Linked DNA regions of Rattus norvegicus: region 2 is linked to region 1. The links are chromatin contacts, called in public Hi-C maps. All regions are on one chromosome and are shown on one strand. Each heading gives the region's core, a stretch centred on a gene start, on an enhancer-like site or on the middle of the called end of the contact. The rest is flanking DNA. Distances are from core to core; before and after follow the strand shown. Region 1 holds the start of Rala (RAS like proto-oncogene A). Region 2 has its middle 37 kb from the start of Cdk13.

Region 1 (5,174 bases), core at 687-3,186:
CTATAATTCTTTCCTATGATTAGTTTCCCCCACCCTGAATGCCCTGGGAAAAGAGTTGTAATGAAATACCACTTCAAAATAAACACTGCACTTGCACACTCAGTGGAGAGAGAATCATGTGGGTCTCCAAACATGAAAGTGCCTGCTGATCAAAGAGGCCACGGTCACATCAGGTATCAGAAGATTTCATGTATCCATGACAAAAAATGAGCCAGTTGGAGGAATCCCACTTTTCACCTTATTTCTAAACAGCATCAATTCATAACTTCCTCTTTTTTATTAAGATTGGGTACAGTTATCAACTCCAAGCATACACTTGCTCTCTTTTGCCAGGAAATCTCTTCCTTCTAACTCTGGATATACTCTAAAAGTAAACAGAAAACAGTAAAATATGTCATCTCATCATAATCCCTAAATATTTTTAAACCTTTCCCCAGTCAGAGTTGTGAAAATGAAATTCTTCCTGAGTAGTTCCTTGATCTTTTGGAGAACAAAAAAAAAGATAAAGCAAAATTTTTACACTCCAAGAATCTCAAAGGAAGAAAACTGTGCTCTTAACAAAATTGTTTGGGGGCCGTGCTACAGATGGAAACTAGTACCCCTTCCTTGGTAGGCAACTACTGTCATTCAGCTATACCCTCAACCAAAGTCAGTTGCTTCTGACAAGTGACTATTCCATCAACTGTACACATTCACAGTCATTCATTCAGTAAAAAAATTCAGGGAGTTCTGAGCACTTTACATGATAACAGAGAGGAAGATGAAAAGGCTCCTCCTCTGAAAAAAATTAAGCTGTAGAAACATCTTAGGGGTCACAAGAGTCATTTACAAGAATATTGTATCAACAGATACAAACAGCAAAGACTAATAGGATACTCTGAGACATATTAACAAGCAGAAGTTAAAGGAATCCTTCTACACTGTAATAAACATTACCCAATTTTGGGAACGTAATTAAAGTTGTAATTTATTTACAGGAAATAATTTACAGAAATAAAGGTTCTCCCAGCACACATACCCAAACTGTTTGTAAATTGGGTGCTTTCTGGCTTGACAGGTAGGGCGTGGCACCAGAGTTCTCACAGTAGCTCAAAGACACTTGGATGAGCTCTCACGAGTCTGGACATTCTGGTTTCCAAGCAAAGGCCAGTTAATTCTTTAATTCCTCCTAAGTCCCTCAACAACACAACCACCTCAGCGCCACCACGTCCGCCCACTCAAACACACATATGCCCAGCTAAAGCACACAAATCGTATCTTCTACTCCTTGCCATCTTTCAAGGAACCAAACGCGGAAGATACCCTCGTCATACAAAATACCTATATTCCCTTCCTCTTCTAGAGGCTAAACCTATACAAGAAGAGCCTATGAGCTTTCAGCTGGACGCGAAGCGTCTAAAGACTTTAGTCTGAAAAAGCCATTCCTTTAACTGGCACCAAAGACTGGCAGAGAAGCTCGAAAAGCAGCTGCTCTGTACCGGCAAGGAGTGGATTGAAAGCGAGGGAGGTGGAGTGCGGCGCAGGGACTGCGGCGGCGGCCCCAGGTTGTGGGCACCGCCCGGGTACAGCCCTGGGCGCCACCGGAGCGATGCAGGTGACCTTCCGGAGACGCCGCCCGCTGTCGGGGCGCAGTCGGGTCCCAGTACAGGCGGCAGGCGGGACGTGCAATCTCGGCGGCCACAGGCCTGGCCGGTCGGACACACCCCCGCCGCGGCCCGGCCTCCCCGGCCGGCAAGCGCTCACCTGCACCGCGAGCCGCTCGCCCCGCGGGCTCTTGAGCCTCGGCTGTGCCGATCGGACCGCGCTCGGAGTCCCGCGCGGGGCGCGGCAGGAGGAATCGTGAGGGCGGCGGCGGCCTGGGCGGCGGCGGAGGGGGAGGACTCCGGCGCTCCGCTCTAGGGAGACCCACCCTCCTCCGGGCCGCTCTGCAGCAGCCGCCGCAGATCACTTCCGGGGCGCGAGGGAACGGGGCGGGGCGCCAATCGGCACTTCCTGTCCTCGGGGCCGAATACTCTGGCGGCCGCGAACAAAGGCTCTCCGGGCGTGGGGGAGGCGCAGTGGTATAACCTCCAGGCGGACCCACGACGAGCTACCGGGTTCTCAAGGCGCAATCACCTCCTACGGCCGGGCCGGGGTTCCCGTGTCTGGGTCATGGACATGGAGAGGCTCCTGGAGAAAGAAGGGGAGGGGGAGGCCGCCATCTTGCTTCTGGGGGCTGCTAGGTTCTCTGGCAAGCGTTTTCCAGCGTGTAGCCTGCAACGTGGCTTGTCGCAGTTCAAGTCCTGGGAGGTGGATTGGTCGCCTGTCCTGGTTGGAGGGTCTCGGCAGCTGGCTGAGTGGAGAACTAGCCTCTGCATATGGGCTTCAGGTTCCTTTTGAAGGAGTATTCCCTTTCGGCACTAGATAAGGCGACAGCTTCCGTGGCACACTAATTTAATGTCTTAAATTAGTAGTTGTTTTCTTTAAATCTGCCTACAAGTTTGAGATAGTTTGCCCAGCATCTGATAGCTGCCACACATTCTTCCCTGGACTTTAAAATTCTCTTCCTTTGGCCCCGAATTAAGAACCAAGGGCTTTGTTGGCATGACTACTTAAAAGAATGAATGTCCACTCAGTCAAGTTTGCAATCAAGAAACCAAATACTTGCATTTGAAAGTATGAATGGAGGGAAGACTTGATGACTTTACTAACTGTAGTTAGAGTTTTAATTAAGATCTTTTTCCAGTATGAAAAGAAGTTGGTAAATCGGATCCAAATAAAGGAAGTTACCTCAGAGCAGGGATCAGTTGTTCATAGGGAAGACTGAGTACTATTTATCTGTCTTAAAAGTTCTACCAGGGCTGATGAGAAAGATGAGGCTGCAGAAGGAGGCAAGAGTCAGATCATGGCTGACGTTTCTGTTGTCTATTAAATTTTGGAAGTAGAATGGCTAAGTTGTTTGTAAGTGGAGGATGGATTAATGGGGGTGTTAGGCAGTATAGCAAGCTGAGAGTAGATAGTCAACTATTGCAGAAGAGGAAGGAGAAAGATCTTTGTAACAGTGCCGGTAACCATCTTAAAGAGATGATTTTCCAAATGATGAAGCCACATAAGCTTCATAAGCCAAATAAGAATTGTTTGCTGGGCAACTAGAGGTTAGGAGAATTGGAAGTGAATGTTTTGCTTTTGCAGGGTAAAAGTGTATACTCTGTGTGTGTGTGGTGTTGATACTTCAGACTCTCCTATCTCCGTCTCCTAAGTGCTGGTAATAGAGACCTGCACCATCATATCTGTTTATGCTGGAGTTAGAACCCTGGGTTTCATGCCTAGTCAGCACCCACTCTGCTCCTAGAGCTGTATCTCCATTGCATGATGGTGTACTTTACTGAAGAGGTAAAGGAGAATGGACATAATTTATGGGAGAAGGGTTTCTTCTTTTTTTCTGAAGTGAGTGGTGTTATCTAGTGGTAATTGCTGTGTGCTGCATTCTGAGCTCTGGAGAGGGCAGGAGGAGCTGAAGTTAGGCACACCATAGGTTTATATTACCACATTCAAGCAGATGCAGTCTCACTTTGTTGAGCATAGTTTCAAAACCTTTTCTCCTTTGTGCTTTACTTGAGAGAAATTTTTAAAATACTATATTAATACATCTTACTATCCATAGCCATTCTAATATTATTCTAATACCTGGTGGTCTGCATGAAGATATGATATGTGGAGGTCTCCACAAGAGACAGGGGGAACTGAAATCCAAAACACAGAATGAAAAATGTCCTCTTACTGTTAAAAAGAAAAAAGGCCTAAATAATGAATATGGTCATTAAGTTAGCTTCATTCAATAACATGCATCCTTAATTTTTGAGTGTATTCTTATAACAAACTAATACGTTATAAAAAGAAAGCAACACATTTTATTCAAGTGTCCTATTTATTAATATTATTTTTCTTGACTTCCAAGACTCAAACTGCCTGTGTATTAGGGACATTTTGGAACATTTTTTCCCCCTAAGGTACAGGGTCTGAAATACATTAATTAAACTGTGACCTTATCCCCCTTCCTTGACTCTGAGCTTACACAGCTGCTTCCTCTCTAGCAGCATTTGGTTCTTCTGGCTTCTCTGATCTAGTTTAATTCACTGTCTGATTGTTCCACCCGGATTGTATAAATACTCTCTCTACTGCTCTGTCCTTATTTCTGCACTTCTCTGGGAAAAACCAATCTGTTTATAAAATAGCTCATTTTAACAAGGGTCATTTAAATTAAATTAGAACTCTGCATGAAGATATGAAAATATTCTGTTGACATATATATATCCATACCCATACAAGAACAACTAGGAACTGAGGCTAAGGTATGATAATAGCCCTGGAAAATAATGTAAAATTTAACAAAGCTAAAGGGGATCTCAGTTTTAATTCTCACAGATGCTATTCAAAGGTCATTGTTATACTATGTCGATATATCAAAGAGCACTTTAAAACACTAATTTGGGTTCATTTCTGGTGATAAAATGCATAATTTTATTTATAACTAATAAGCATAAAATCTGTTATGAAAAGACTGAAGAATTTTGCAGGGAATCAAACAGAATCAAGTGTATCATCCCATGTAAGGGAAATATTTCATTTGGGCGGTCACTACAATCAGATTATGGTTTCTAAATCATACAGTGATAAAAGGATAATGTAAAATACCTTATGACTGTAACTATATAGTAAAAGTACAAAATACCACACAACTATAGATCAAAAATTTTATATTAACATTTCTCATAATAGATCAAAAAATGGGACACTAGGTACAGCGGTGAATGCCTATGATTTCAGCAGTAGGAAGTTGGAAACAGATCAGGATTTCATGGGCATCCTTGGCTACACGGTGAGTTCAAGGCTATTCTGGACTGCATGGGAACCTGTATACAAACACACACTCATAATCATCTCAAAAATTCAAATCAGAACATTTTAAAATAAGCAATACAAAATATCTTCATCTATGTCAAAGCTTCCACAACAAGAAGGACTATTAGCATCTTTATACATTTTTTCTATACAAAAAAAGTTAATTTTTGATGAAATTTTACCCAGAGCAAAGTAACTTCTAGAACAAGCAAATGAAAACTTGTGTTTGTCTTTCTTATCCTTACCACAGTCCAGCTATGGTTCTAGGAATTCTACAGATGTTATTGCATTCT
Region 2 (5,174 bases), core at 1,495-3,994, 120 kb before region 1:
GGCTCTAGGCGATTATGAAAATTGGGTTTGCAAAGCCCTAAAGCAGACAAAAGTGTCTCTCCAGATTACTCAAAAGCAAATATAGTAGATTTTTGTTAGGCCTTAGCTCCCAGTAGAAAAAACTTATCAAAAGGTAAATGTGCTAGTAAGTCTCTGGGTTGCTTTAAAATATAAATAGCAATCCATCAAAGGGGTGAAGGTGTCAGTGCTGGTTAAAATGTCAAGGCTTGTCCTAGAGAAAGATAATTAACCTCCCAAGTATGCTGTTATACATCTCTTCCCTGATAGGGTGGAGACTATTCAGCAAGCAGGGTTCGTTTAGCAGTCAGGTGTACCTAATGAAGAGGTACTGTGTTAGTCAGAGCCTATAGGACCAGTGAACCAGCCTGAGCGGCAGGTTATGTAAGCAGGAGTGGAGCTCAGCCCCCTTTTGCCTCCAGCCAGGTCTAGAAGATCAGGCCAGTCCTACAAAGCCTGTGAGGGGTAGATGTTAGGATAAGGCAATGAAAGGTACTTTGGGAGATTGGGGCCAAGGCTGGGTCTCAAACTCACAGATATTGGCCTGCTTTTGCCTCCCCAGTGCTGGAACTAAGAGCATACAGCACCATGCCCAAGTAAATTGTTTATTTAACACATAACACTGCAAACAAAGAGTCTGATTGCAACCACTGAACTGGCAGCTAAGGTTTAGGAGACTTGGGAAGCATTTTGCAGAGAGAAAATGAGGAAGTTCACTCTTGTGCACCCAGGATACTGCTGAGACCTACAAAGGTAGAGTGCTGTTGATGGGGGGGGGGGTGTTCATGGCAGAAGGAAAACAGACGCTGGGTCTAGGCGTGTATTATGATACACTTCCTAGCACACCCAAAGACGGGATTGCATCCTCAAACCAAAGCAGAAAACCATGCAGACTGGCTTCAGCCTTTGGAATCCACATAGGAACTGCAATGAATCAAGTTTGTGATGTCTACAGCTTGATTTGCTGGGTTTCTCCAAAACACATGACCCTTGTTTCTACTTTTAAAAATTGTTATTCAGGGGGGTTGGGGATTTAGCTCAGCGGTAGAGCGCTTGCCTAGGAAGCGCAAGGCCCTGGGTTCGGTCCCCAGCTCCGGGAAAAAAAAAAAAAAAGAACCAAAAAAAAATTGTTATTCAGCATGTTAAAGCCTGAAAATAAGGAGAACCGTCGTGAGTACCACCAAGGTCAATGCAAGGGCTCTCTGGCCAATGTGCGAAGTGTGTGTTACCTACTGGGGCCACTTCCTGGCACAAAAAGCAGGACCTGGCACCACCCTCAAACAAGTCACTGGCACAAGCTTTGGTGGAGGTAAAAGTCTCAAAGGACACAGTCTGTGCACCCGGGGAGGAAGTCATTTACTTAGACTATCTTCCAGGAAAAGATGGGGAAAGGGAACTTGGGGACTGCAGGCACCAGCTCTTTAGACACCAAGTACATTGCTATTTTTAACTCACAGTTTACTGGTTCTTCCTCTTTAATTCTGCTTTGCTTACACGTTGCTGATAAGTAGCCTCATAACATCTACTTTGGGGATCCCAAGATTATGTGAAAATTGATAGTCTCAAAGCAGGGTTACGTAGGATTCAAACAGCAAAACGTGGATTGTTTAGAGGGAGAAATGGAAACCAGAATGGTCATGCCTACAATGAGTCACCAGAGGGCGCCATAACTCCGTCTCCAAAAGTTTTCCACCGCAAATCCCCTTGGACTTCAATTAAACAGAAGATATCCTACAGTGACAGGTTCCACCCCAATAATCCTAAAGGTGTAAGAAAGTAGGCAACCAGACCCTGAAAACCTGCTGGGGCATGAGTTTCAGTAATGTCATCATGATATAAAAATTGACATGGTTCTAAGGAATCTGAATATAGCCTAGTTTGGTTTTATTAAAGATTAACTTTTGTTTTTTTTTTTTTTTTGGTTCTTTTTTTCGGAGCTGGGGACCGAACCCAGGGCCTTGCGCTTCCTAGGTAAGCACTCTACCACTGAGCTAAATCCCCAGCCCCAAGATTAACTTTTTTTAATGTGCATGTGTATGTGCATGTGCATGTGCATGTGCATGTGCATGTGCATGTGCATGTGCATGTGCATGTGCATGTGTATGTGAGCCTGCTTAGTTTCTGGGCACTGTAGGATTCCACGGAGGCTGAAAAAGGGCCTGGGATAGCTTGGGATTACAGTCACAGACAGTGCGAGGCCTTTTGTAGGTGCTTGGAACTGAACACTGTCCTCTGCAAGAATAGAAAGCAGCCACGCTACTGAGCTGTCTCTCCAGTCCCGTTTGAGCCACCTCTCCAGTCCCCTCTTACCTTTTGACCTTGCATTTTCTGTTTTTCCTTTTCCTTCCTGGGCAAACAGGGAATTCCGAAGAGCAGAGATCGCCAGGTTGACCTGACACACTCTCTCCTCTCCCTGCTGTGGTTACTCAGGGCACGGAAGTGAGGAGCTGGTCTCCTACGAAGACACTCCTGACCTCGAACATGGACTGTCAGGTCTGAGGAACTCTAGGAGAGCCTGCTTCCCTGCGTTCACTGCACACAAGCAACACTGCTGAGAGCCACGACAGAGACCTTTTGGGCCAAACTGAAATTGTGCTCCAAGCCACGAAGAGACAACAGTATCACTCAATGCGAAGGTGCTCTTGGTCCAAGTTGTTGACGAAGTGGAGTCTAAATAAGGGTGTGAAATAATCTGAGATCTACGAAGCCATGTTTAAAATCCAAACCAGCCAGTCTGCGGCAGAGGGCGGGAGTGGACCATACTCTTCAGCCAATTTCAGAGCAGTGCTGCCATCCCGTGGACAACTAGAAAATTAAACTTAAGCTTCTCCAAATGTTTTTGGTTTTGTTTTTTTAAATAAAAGCAGAAATGACACTTGCTATATTTCTATCATAAGATTTTTCCTGACGCGTTGTTGGCACTGCCATAGAATACAGAGGGTCCAAAATGAAGAGACATGAAGACCAGCTATTGAGAAATGTGCAGCACGCCTTCTAGGCTTTAAAAATGCGAAAGATCTGGAGATCCAGAATAGTTTCCAATATGCACTCACTACAGTAAATGAGCCACGAGTCATATTCAGAATTAAAGGAATAGCAAATGTTTGCTGAGTGCTCACTGTTTGTTTGTTTGTTTGTTTGTTTTTCTTTTCTTCTTTTCAGAGCTGGGGACCGAACCCAGGGCCTTGCGCTTGCTAGGCAAGCGCTCTACCACTGAGCCAAATCCCCAACCCCCTCACTGTTTGTTAAATCTGTATTTTATGTGCGTAATTTTATGGACAGGGTTCAGGGTTCATCTATGCTTTTATATCTGAATTTACTGAATCCTTACTACCGTTCCCTCAAGCTGTTGCTACTTTTAATCTTCATTTTCTATGTAAAGCTCTGAGGCACTGTTGAAGGTCAGTCATACAGCAAACACGGTAAACTGGAAGTCCAACCTGTGAAATCTGGGCTGAAACCTGTGCTCCTGACTATGAGACTACTTTATTCTCAAAAGTGGCCTGAAGCAGTCACTGTCGTCGTAGTCGTCGTCGTCGTCGTCGTCACTTGAAAGCAGGCCTACCCAGGATGAATCAGAAGCTCAGCATGGAAATCATCGTGAATCCAGGTGTTGTTGCCAAGGGAAGAAGCTTGGCAACTATGGAGACAAACTACACGCCTGCCATCTTTTGGAGTACTGAAATAAACGAACTCCAGTAGATACTGTTATAGGGATTGAGGCTGCTTCAGTTGTTGATGAGATTGCCCGGGAGTTAAGAGTATACGATGAAACATACTTAGGTAATTCAAACCCTTAAAAATCAGCTGCCTCTCCCAAACTCTAAACTGTCAGGGATCCTTTGTTCCTGTGCTTTGAACTGTGATAAAAGACCCTCCTTTGGGAAAAGTCCAGGGCAGAGGACCTGGGTGCTTCTGAAGAGGTAACTTTCAGGGGCAGCCATGCATCTCTTTCCTCCAAAATGAAGCAAAAAGTAAATGAGAAAGAGGAAATTCCTTGCAGGACATTTACTCCCTTTTCTCTTCAGCATTAAAAAACATATATTTCTCTCTGTGTATATGTGTGTATGTGTGTTTCTGTTTTTGTGTAGGCCACATGAGTGCAGTTCTCAAGGAGGTCAAAGAGCTCTTTGAGTCTCCTGAAACTGGACTTTCTGGCAGGAAGTTGTGAACCACAGAAACTGAACTTAGGTTCTCTGGCAGAGCCCCAAGTGCTTCTCTGACTTCCTCTCTTCCATTTTTAGACAGTCTGAAGTAAAAATCCTAGCCACAAATTGGACCTCATCTTCCTAGGTATGTGGTTTAGGGTTGTAGCATTTTAGTGAAGTTGAAACTTGTCACAGAATCCATTTCCCTGAATAACCCCAGGCTGGTATGCACTGCCAGGGGCTAGCACATAGGATGTGGAAGGTAGACAAGAAACCATCAGTATCATGCTCCACAGACACACAGGCATGTATCATGCTCCATAGACACACAGGCATGTATCATGCTCCACAGACACACAGGCATGTGTAGCTCATGCCCTAGGATACTGATCTGTTGGCTCCCCTTTTGTGGACAGCCTCTAGACTCCGAGCTCCTCCAGTCCTGCTGAAGCTGTTCCCAGCTTCTCTGAATCCTGCCCAGTAGTGTATTAATATCAAATGGGACGCATAGGAAACCATTGGCTTGGACTGAGCTACTGTGGGATGCCTAATGAATTGAACTCAAACAGACTTATTCATACCAAAGTTTCATATCACCAGGTCAAATGATGGTGTGAGGGAGGGGTAAATAAACCAACTTTCTGAACTGGTCAGTTTGGGCATAAGACCAAAGTCTTCTCTGACTTTGGAAATTGCTACTACTGTTGGTGCCCTCCAGAACAAGATGACAAGGCTCCATTGCTGAAGCCGTTATATGCTTCAAGCTGGCACTAATCTAGAAGTTTCTTCCTGGCTATCTGGCTGTCATAGTGCTAGAAGGTGCTATACAGTGCTGAGTAAGAATTGTCACAGTGTGATTATGACATGGACCCACAGTGTAATACTGGCCAGACAGGCAGGAGACTCTCCTAGCACACTAATATTGGGAGACGGTTTTGTGCTCTGTGTGTGTTCAGATGTTGGCTTCTGTGCCCAGAGATCTGGTTGCAGTTTAGATTCTGCCATTGC

What was found. Hi-C and Micro-C count contacts between places; a contact is called where the count stands out from the background.
Region 2: a Hi-C map of liver shows a contact between it and region 1, with 3 times the contacts expected there. The contact joins the enhancer-like site here to the promoter of Rala in region 1. A contact is called at or near these places in 4 of 12 Hi-C or Micro-C datasets (Schwann cells, kidney, liver and 1 more) and 1 of 1 datasets of contacts at active chromatin or transcription factors (oligodendrocytes).

What each region holds. Positions count from the first base shown.
Region 1 is chr17:51,784,470-51,789,643 of GRCr8, reverse strand. Rala (RAS like proto-oncogene A) reads right to left here and starts at 1,936. Exons shown (of 5, transcript NM_031093.3): 1 at 1,744-1,936.
Region 2 is chr17:51,907,066-51,912,239 of GRCr8, reverse strand. No RefSeq gene overlaps it. Among named protein-coding and RNA genes, the nearest start is that of Cdk13, 37 kb to the left of the region's middle. Within about 2 kb of position 2,744, at least 11 of the 93 cell types and tissues checked have an H3K27ac peak or open chromatin away from gene starts, as enhancers often do. A contact at or near this core is called in liver, where this site is marked.